Regions from separate parts of the Gossypium hirsutum genome. Here region 2 is linked to region 1. Evidence: chromatin contacts called from public Hi-C data. All regions are on one chromosome and are shown on one strand. Each heading gives the region's core, a stretch centred on a gene start, on an enhancer-like site or on the middle of the called end of the contact. The rest is flanking DNA. Distances are from core to core; before and after follow the strand shown. Region 1 holds the start of LOC107946869 (glutamine-dependent NAD(+) synthetase). Region 2 holds the start of LOC107946950 (probable inactive ATP-dependent zinc metalloprotease FTSHI 1, chloroplastic).

Region 1 (5,288 bases), core at 1,154-3,653:
ATGAAAAGTGTAGGTCTCCGGGCTCCAACGCTCGACCAATGTGGATATTAAATCGTACCACAAAATAAAACGTTTGGATCAATACTACTGACCCGAATCTGGCTAACTCCAAGTATGGCATCAGTCATTCATCTGGGGGATATCCTAAACAATTCACCTGACCCTTTAATGCACTGTATGAGCCCTAACACTATTAAATTACAGAAAATAGTTATTATAACATAATTTAGTTCCGTAAATGACGTAGAACTTTATTTAAGGGAACCCGTGATTAACAAATAACAATATATTACCATATTATTAATTGTGTTTGATATGTGATCATCATTCTTAATCAATGAACCCATTGTGATATCTACAATTTCAAAACAAATTTCGGTAATTAATTTCTAAGTTTGATGCATTTTAAATATTTATCAAAATACTTAAATTTTATATATTGTTTTTAATTACAAAAAATACCAAATAGTTTTGTCCACATCATATTTTTTGCTATACTACATTAACAAAATAAATACATCTTATAAATTCCAACTCAAACTCTAACTCTATGGTCTCATTCACAAATTTCATCTCAATGGTTTAATCTTTTACCTACAGAAAAAACAAAAAAATTATATTAAAATAATAAAAATAATATGCCAATAAAAAATATATATATAACAAAAACATAACATAAACTACCTCAACATAATAAATACGAATATTTTTATTATTATTTTAAAATGATAATAAGTAAAATGTATTAGTTTAAAATATAATATATATAATAACATGCCAACTTAATTATTGTCAAAAAATATAATAAAAAAAATTTGCATAGAAGGATTCGAAAGAAATTTCATTTATAATATTTATAAAAAACATAAAATAAAATTTAAAAACATAAACTCTTATTCTCAATTATTAAATCTTAAAAAATTAGAACTTGTAAACTATTATTCCTAATTTATCTCATAAATTCCAACTCAATGGTCTCATCTTTTACCTACATAAAAAATAAAAATAAAATTATATTAAAATAATCAAAATAACATGCCAAATAAATTACATAAAAAATAAATCTAATCAACCTAAAACACACATAACAAATAAATTATATAAAAAATAAAACATTCTTTACACACAACATAAATAGGCTTTTTTACTTCAATAAACATTAAAAATAACTTATGAATGAATGAAAATATAAAATAAATACAAATATACCTTAATAGCTCTTTTTAACTAAATAATACCTTATAAAAATTAAATTAAAAATTAAATTCGAATTAAATCAACAATAAAAATAAAAATAATTAACATTTATTTATAACAAAAAAACTTACTAAATAAAAAAATTATCATTTACTATTCTTTTAAACATCAAATCTTTCCTAAACAACAATGTCTCTTTTCCTTTTCTATTTTTTTTCCTTCTCTTTCTCCTTTCCTCTCTCTATTTTGCTTCTCTTTTTTTCTTTCTTTTTCCCCTTCCCGCTCTCTCCTTCTTCTTCTTCTCTTCTTCAAAGATTTTCTTCTCTCTTCCAGCAAAAATTAGGACATTGGGGATCTTATAATGGTCCCCAAAAACACAACTTACGGGCATGCCATCCGACTCGTCCAATCACTGACAAGCTATAGGTGTGCCGCCTCTCTAGTAAGCATGACCAGTCAGTGCTGCCTCTCTAGTAGGCATGACCAGTGCTGCTTAGTTGTCGTGTCCCATCTGTAACAGCAGGTCAGGTTTTGTTCGTATACGGGTCATATTTGACCCGTATTTCTTTAGGTATCACCTATTTAGTTGTCATTATCAATTTTTTAATAATTTTTTCAGTCAAATGTGTCAATATTTTAGAGTGATGCCGCCTATACACTACCTTCCACTTGTTTGGACGTACCATTTTGGAACATAATTTATTTAACATACCATTTAAGTAATTTTTTTATTTTTATAATATATAGGTAAAAAACCCTTTTTGAAGATTAAAAATAATTAGAAATTCAAAACTAAAATTGAATTGTTGAAATACTAAATTTCAATTAATTTAAAATCTTGAATTTTAAGCATTTTGATTTTTAAATAAAAATATTTGAAAATATAAATCTAAATTTATGTTCCCAAATCCTGCAATAGGAAATTGGAAAGAAAAATAAGAATTTCTTCGGAAAAATAAATAAATTAAGAAAAATAAATAAATAAAATGCAGCAAAAAAAAAAAAAGGGGATCCCATTTGACACGCGTCAAACGACGTGTTTTCATAGACAGTAAGACACTTTGTAATTGTACGTGTCAAACTAAAAAAAGTCAAAACCAAAACAGCAGTTAAACCCGTCCAAGGATCCTGGAGCCTTGAACCCGTTAACCTGAATTCAAAGTCTCTGTCTTCCTTTCTTAAAAGTCCTGTATAAAACCGAATCTGATGCGCCAAATACAAGGCCGCTAATTCTCTGTCCCATATCGAAACACCCACCTCGTATTTCCCGTCCGCCTCCCTTTCTTCTTCTTCTTCTTCTTCTTCTTCTTCTTCTTCCTCTTTGCAAGTGATTTTGAGTGAACTGATTTTAATTTTTGGGTGTTTTAATTGTTTTTAAGAGATTCCCTCAAAGATGAGACTGCTGAAAGTCGCCACCTGTAATTTGAACCAATGGGCGATGGATTTTGATTGCAATTTGAAGCACATTAAGGATTCCATAACAAGGGCAAAAGAAGTTGGTGCTGTCATCAGGCTCGGACCCGAGCTTGAAATCACTGGCTATGGCTGTGAAGATCATTTCTTGGAACTCGATACAGTCAATCACGCGTAAGTTCCCTTTTTTTTTATTCCCCTCCCCCCCCCAAAAAAAAGAAGAAGAGAGATTCTTGGAGCTTTGCTTTGCTTTGTGAGGTTATTAAAACTTGGGTCATCAGTCGTTTGTTGGTTATTAGAATTGAATTGTAGTGATTACTGGTTTTTTCTTTATGGAATGCAGCGTATGTTTTTTGCTTCTTCTTTTTTTTTTCTAAATTTACAGTATAAACTGAAACATTTGGTTTTTTTATTTAGGAAAGTGCCCCCTTTTTTTTTTCTTTTTTTTTCTGGATAATGCTTGGTTGTTTGAATGACACAACTAATATTTTGCTTCTCTGAAATGACAGTTGGGATTATTTGTTTGCAGGTGGGAGTGTTTGAAAGAAATACTTCTTGGTGATTGGACGGACGGCATATTGTGCAGCATAGGAATGCCCATCATTAGAGGATCAGAGCGTTATAATTGTCAAGTTTTGTGTTTTAACCGGAAAATTGTCATGATAAGACCAAAGATGTGGCTTGCAAATGATGGCAATTACAGGGAGCTTCGCTGGTTTACCACATGGAAGCAAAAGGACCAGCTTGTAGAATTTCAGATCCCACCTGAAATTTCTGAGGCCTTATCACAGAACTTAGTGCCTTTTGGTTACGGATACATTCAGTTTTTGGACACGTAAGCTTAATACTACAGGTTCTTCTCTTATTAGTTTCCATTAAGTTTTATGCCTTAGCTCATAATGATGTCATAACCAATATCGATCATCATAAGATCATGTCTTCTCTATGTAATGATGCAAATGTAACTTAACATGCAAATAGGTTACATCGCTCGTCATATGAAAGTTTGTCATGGGTTCTTGATGAAACACTAATATTTGAACCTATTTGATCCCTTGTTAGAGCTGTTGCGGCAGAAATTTGTGAAGAGCTTTTTACTCCTAATCCTCCCATACCGAGCTTGCATTAAATGGGGTTGAAGTTTTCCTGAATGCCAGTGGGAGTCACCATCAATTGAGAAAGCTAGACCTTCGACTTCGTGCTTTTATAGGTGCTACTTATACTCGTGGAGGGGTTTACATGTACAGTAACCACCAGGGCTGTGATGGTGCACGGCTGTATTATGGTAAATAACATGCTTTATTTCCCACTTTATTTCATGGTAACTTTACTCTAGGTTCCAGCATAAATTTAACTAGCAATATGATTTAAGTAGTAATCTTGCTTTGGTGCTTCTGCACCATTAGAAAATGTGTTGTCTTTCGTGCAAAAATATTGTTTGGTTTATTGAGCACTAATTTATTTATTTCAGATGGGTGTTCCTGTGTTGTTGTGAACGGAGAGGTGGTTGCTCAAGGCTCACAGTTCTCCTTGAAGGATGTTGAGGTTGTGGTTGCTCAAGTAGATTTAGATGCGGTATGTTGTAACTTTGCACTCCAATATTTTTATGTTTGTTGGGTATTAGAAAAGTATTCTTACTTGAAGCTTGAATGCTATTAATGTATTACCTTTTGTTAAGGTTTTTTTGCATAAAAGAGAAGGGAAAATGATGATCTCCTATTTTGAGAATCTCTGCCACAAGAAGTCCAATAAATAAATAATATGAAGGCAATTATTGAAGACAAAATACTATTAATGCCTAATGGTCACAACAAGAAGATTCTATTTATACAAATTGGTGGCAAGTTAGGGTTTGCCGCATTTTCCAATACTTATGCATATGAAAAATTATACTGAAATTTTTGCATTTCTTTGTTAACTACAGGTTGCTAGTTTAAGAGGATCCATAAGTAGTTTTCAAGAACAAGCAAGTTGCAAAACCAAAGTCTCATCTGTAACTGTACCTTACAATATTTGCAAACCTTTTAACCTGAAAATGTTACTTTCTAGTCCACAGAAGGTTCGTTCTTGCTCAGAAGACATTGCTGTGAAAATAAAAAGCTTCTCTGTATTAGTGATTGTTTATTACCTAACTGCATTATGTTATGAATTGAAGATCATGTACCATTCTCCTGAGGAAGAAATAGCATTTGGTCCTGGCTGTTGGCTATGGGACTATTTAAGAAGAAGTGGAGCTTCTGGTTTTTTGCTTCCTCTTTCTGGTGGCGCAGACAGTTCCTGTGTAGCTGCTATAGTTGGATGCATGTGCCAACTTGTTGTCAAAGGTTAATTTATGATTTCATTGTATCCTGCTGCCAAGTAGCACTGCTTCGTTTCTGCTTTTTTATTGGAGTTTTGAACTTCAATTCGTCAAGAATCTTTTCCTGTCACTAAAACCCTTACTGACGAGTCTTCTGCATCATATTTTCTGTTAATAATTAATTTTGCGCATACATACTGTGTTTCAGAAATTGCAAATGGAGACGAACAAGTTAAAGCTGATGCAATGCGGATCGGGAATTACACTGATGGAAAGTTTCCAGCTGACAGCAAGGAATTTGCTAAACGTATATTCTATACGGTCTACATGGGTTCTGAAAACAGGTCAGGTCACAGCATACATCCATAGCTATTCTTTC
Region 2 (5,288 bases), core at 1,924-4,423, 410 kb after region 1:
TAAGAATTTCTCAACAAATTCCACAAAGTACATAGCACAACCAAGTATCTGTAAATAAAAGGAATCTGTACTTATAACATAAAAAACAATAACACAGAAAATACAGCAAGCTGATTTATAGGTGGCCCAACCATCTGCAACATTTTATCTGTTTCCTAATTATTATCAGATGCCCAACAAGTTTCTTCAAGATGAAGCATCAAAAGTATGGAATCTAGATTACAAAGTACTGCACCACAATTAACAGCTACATGCTGCCTTAGGAATCAAATATAAGAAACTTATAGCATTATCACCTTGGCTCTCTTAAACAGATCCCTGATACGAGCAGAACCAACACCGACTAAAACTTCCACAAATTCTGAGCCTGCCATTTGGTAGAATGGAACACCTGCTTCACCAGCTATAGCCTTGGCAACTAAGGTCTGGAAAAGTATGAGATACATAAGATAGATAGGTGAAGGAAATTCCATAGCAAATTTTGCAAACCTCATAATAAAAAACCAACCTTCCCACATCCTGGAGGACCCTCCAAAAGAACCCCATGAGGAGGCTTTATCCCTATCTTATCAAATAGTTCTGGATTCTTCAAATATCTCACCAACTAATAAAAATACGATACGATTTAGTAAGACATCATTATAACAGAAGACACACACACACACACATACATATGTATATAAAACACAGATAGAGAGAAATGGAAAAGGAAAAAGAACCATTTGCACAACTCAAACAGGGATCATCCTTCTCTTTCATCTATTTTCAAATAGAAAAATGGATACCTCTTGAAGTTCCTCAACTGCTTCATCTATGCCTGCTACATCACTAAACTTAACACCAGTTGAACCCTGAAAGAAAAAACTTCTGAAGTAGCATTAGAAATGCAACACAGGACTCTAGCAAGATAAAGATGAACAAGTAATATTTCAAGTCTCACATCAACACGAGCTTCTGCTTTGGATCGCGAAAAATCAATGCCTTGCCATAGATCCTGCCATTTTTGTAAACAGTATTATTTACATACTCTTTGCAATAAACAAATCAGATCAAACAGTAAAATTTGCAGAGATGAGCAATGATTACCCATTTCCTGAAGTTCTTAGGTCTTCTTGAAAGTGTGAAACGCACAAGAAGAACCATGGTGAAAAGGACAAGTGTGATGGGTTTTAGCATCTCGATACTAGCAGATACACCACCAAAAGTGTAAAATTCATACAACTTGGAGAAAATCCCCCCATCACTAAACACATCAACAAGATTATCCCAAATCCTCTCTAATATACTGAATATGATACCTAGAAAAAGTTTAACAAATGGTTTCACTATGGGCCATACAACATATACAGTTGTTACAAAGACAAAACTGGTGACAGCAAATGCAGCAGCTGCTAGAAACCCTCCAACAAGAACTGCTGCGGCAGTAATTACAGCAGTCACCATTCCAAGCTCTACCATCACTCTGCTGGATATGGAAGATGCCACTGGATGAGGATACTCTGGAATTTTACCCACCCAAGACTGCATCACAAGTTTAAACAGTAAAGGAGATTAATAAGGAACCAAAAGATACAGATTACCCGACACCAAAGTACCAAACATGCTTCAATGCCTATGACATGTGCAATGGTCTCTATTCTTCACACTTTTTTTTCTCGGAACTTCAAGGAAAGATATAGTCTTAATATTTAATCAAAGATATTACTAACAAAACTCCACATACTAATATTATATAAGATTCAAGTGATCAAGGCAATTCTTACAACAGGAACTATGATCTTGCTAAGTTGACATAAACCTCATCATTTCCAGTTAATTCAATTATTAAGTGGATACTTTGGACTATAGTTTTCACAAAAACCAGGGCATATACATCAAAACACATGTACAAAGTGAACTAATCCATGGCTATCGAAATAAAGCAACTTTACAACCACCTCATAGTTATTCTATAAAATACTCATAAGCAACGATTTCATGTATAGCTAGAGAATCAAAGAACGGTTAAATGGTTTATCACCGTCATGGGCGTCTCAATTTCATATCGTTGTCCAGTGTACTCTCTTAAAAGATCTTGGGCTTCACTCTCATTCAATCTCATTGCCCTACAAAGATAAAACAAACCGCATAGATATATTACAGAGAACTGCAAAGCAATACAACTAGAAAAAATTCCAAGCCATATTAATATTCACATAGATATATATTATAGAGAACTGAAAAGAAATATAACTTGAAAAAGATGCGAGCCATATTGACATTCACCATTTAGTCCTTTGCAAGCTCTTGTCACCAGGAATATCCTCCAAATCCACAACAAAGTCCCAATACCTACCAACATATGAAACACCAGAAACCTCCTTGGAAGTCAACAATTTAACCTTGTCACTTTCCATAGCTTTCCTAAAATCTTCCAAGCTCATTTTGGGCAATTCCTCCAAATTCTTCTCGAATTCCTCCTCCTCGGATAACTCTGCCCCAAAAATCTGCTCTGGCACGTAAAGCTTCCCTTTATACTCCCTCAAAATATCATTCAAATACACGTAGTCATTTTCACTAGTTTCACTCTCTCTTTCCCCTCCAATGGTTTCATTTTTTGATTTTGATTTTGTATTCAATTTTTTCTTCAAAATTTCGATCAAACCCAGATTGCTACCTTTTCTTAAATCCTCTTTTTCTTTCAAGGTGTAAATCTTGTTACCAACGAGGTACCTGGGCTCTACTTGGCTAGGGTTTTCCTTCAAAACCCTAGTCACAAAGTCATCCCCTTTGGGCTTGCTAGTGTCACCACCGGGCTGTGAGGATTGTAATTCGCATAAAACCGTGAATGATCGGTGAAGTAACGGAGCTCTTGATCGGAATTTTCGGGTCAAATTCGAGGGATGTATTCGTTTGGGGAGAGATTTGATAGGAGTAGAGTAGGGTTTTGGAAAATTAACCCGAGCTGAGATTAGAGTAGCAATGGTGGCCATCCTCTTCAGCAAACTCGGAGAGCATTAGGGTTTACAAAATGGGCATTGGAACAAAGCAATATTCAGCATCAATTTCATTCACCAAAATTGCAGAATAGGGTATATCCGACTAGGGTTTTTGATAAATTAAAATGAGGAAGAAGAAATGGGAGTTGATAGTTGCTTTTCCACACTTATCCGGATCCAGGATCCGTAAGAGCGAAGCTTATCCGGGTCAGGCCTGACCGGCTTTAATAAGTGTAGCCATCCGCTTACGTTTATTATTGGTGTCAAAATGGGCCAAAGGCCGATTTTATTTTATAATTACGTGTAGGTAGATTTTAAATTTTATTAGGGAAAATAGGTTGGTTTTAGGAGAAAGAAATTGAAAGGGAATTTAATTGGGCGTGTTTCCTTTACATATGGTAATAAAACGCGTTAAATTGAATAAGTTTTCTTTCAACGGTAATTATAAAGGTTATTTCGACCGTTGTCATGCCAAACCATAAAAAAAATTAAAAACTTAATGGTAATTTTTTTTAACCTATAATTACCCTTAATTTTCTTTTCTTTTTTTTCATTCAGATTCTCCTCTCAAATTCTCTCAAGTTTTTATTCAAAATTTATTTATATTTTCATTTAAAAATATTTTTTTAAATTATATCGTATTTTAATGTTATAAATAGACGAACGATTGTGTGCTGAAGGCGTTTTTACATAATATAGGGGAGCCTCTGATCCTTGAAATTCATGGGTACCTACAAGAGGCTGGATTCTTGCATGTGTCTCGCATGCAAAGGGGCTGTAAACTCAATCCCACATTAGTCAGCGCATAGGTAGAAAGATGGAGGCCTAAAACACACACTACCCACCTTCTATCTGGAGAGTGTACAATCACACTCAAGGGCACAGCATTAAAGCTCGGCCTGCTGGTGGATGGGCGAATCATCACAGGATCAGCGTGGTTCGAGGGAAAGTGAACCTCAGTATGGCAATCTTAGGAAAGATCCCAAACAGGTTCAAAGGTGGTCGGAAATTGATCAACTGGTTGGAGAAAATTTTTGATAAGCTTCTCGACGACTCAACGGAGGAGGTCATACAACAGTACGCCCAAGCATTCATCATGAGGTTAATCAGAGGCATTTTAATGCTTGATAAATCTAGAAATTTGGTATACGTAAGGTGGCTTCGACATCTAATGGATTTTAGCGAATGTGCAAAACTAAGTTGGGGATCTGTTGTGCTGTCGATGTTATACCGAGAGCTTTGTTGGGCAATGCAATTGGATAAGATGTCGATCGGTGGTGCTTTTGTTGCTGCAATCGTGGCATTGGTGGCGAATACCATTTTTACGTCATAGAGTCACTAACCAATACATGTTCTCGTTGGTGACGAGGTAAACATCATTTATCAATAAATACGTAGTTTGTGCAGTAAATGTTTTTATTTATTATACGTTTTGCCTAATATATCGTTTGTACATATGGAACCATAGACTGAATTACATGAGACTACCCGACGAGTTAGAAAACGTTAGGCTACTGTTAGATCAACACTCAAAAACTGAGGTTAATTCCCTATCCTTTTCGAACCTATATTAATTACACAATGATTCATTAAAAAAATTAGTACGTGACAATAATTACAATTTTTGCTTTTCAGTTTGAATGGATGTTGTATGCCGACCCGAGATCATATCTTGCATCCCACCGGAAATGTTGGACAACCAAAAATGTGGAACGCGAAGGTGTCATTAGTAGTGTACACGACGGTGGAAACGACAAATCTAATGGGTTCCATGACAATTCAGGTCTAAGCAATGAATTCCACCGTCACTGCAAGACATGAACGAACTGTACAAGTTGAAAATGCTGGGGAAGAACGACGAGGGCTAGGCGGAGAAGTACAAGGAGCACATCCAAGCTTGGAATCGTAAGATAGAATCCCTACTAGCGCGCAAACCATTTTTCTCGATGGACACGGCGACAACTGATGATTACTTGACATGGTTCAAAGCCGTCAGCAAGCCATATTTGTTACTACCGAAGGCGAGGAGTAGATAAATTTGACCGAAAAAACAACGTCGACGGCCACAATAACATAGGAGGAGACATAGTCGCACGATAGGTTCGTCATCAACTCTGGCAAAAGATGTGCCGCCTGTGGCTACGCAATATTCGAGTCAGCTCCCTCAACTTATTCTCATTCAATTCACTAACCTCATGTATTTTTTACAAGCACCACCGCACTACGGACCCCACTACATGTGGACAGATTTTCTGTTTCTGCAGGTTCATATTTCGAGGGATCGATGTTCTCCGCATACTACTCCCAATG

What was found. A called contact is a pair of places that touch in the nucleus more often than the background predicts.
Region 2: a Hi-C map of leaf shows a contact between it and region 1, with 1.9 times the contacts expected there. The contact joins the promoter of LOC107946950 here to the promoter of LOC107946869 in region 1. A contact is called at or near these places in 2 of 34 Hi-C or Micro-C datasets (both in leaf).

The regions. Positions count from the first base shown.
Region 1 is chrA08:79,403,243-79,408,530 of Gossypium_hirsutum_v2.1, forward strand. LOC107946869 (glutamine-dependent NAD(+) synthetase) reads left to right here and starts at 2,404. Exons shown (of 14, transcript XM_016881366.2): 1 at 2,404-2,784; 2 at 3,140-3,445; 3 at 3,673-3,716; 4 at 3,719-3,895; 5 at 4,082-4,185; 6 at 4,535-4,669; 7 at 4,766-4,934; 8 at 5,118-5,253. The coding sequence starts at 2,591.
Region 2 is chrA08:79,815,241-79,820,528 of Gossypium_hirsutum_v2.1, forward strand. It overlaps LOC107946950 (probable inactive ATP-dependent zinc metalloprotease FTSHI 1, chloroplastic), which reads right to left and starts at 3,174. Exons shown (of 15, transcript XM_016881462.2): 1 at 2,266-3,174; 2 at 2,021-2,105; 3 at 1,087-1,521; 4 at 941-994; 5 at 786-851; 6 at 509-604; 7 at 297-425. The coding sequence starts at 2,972.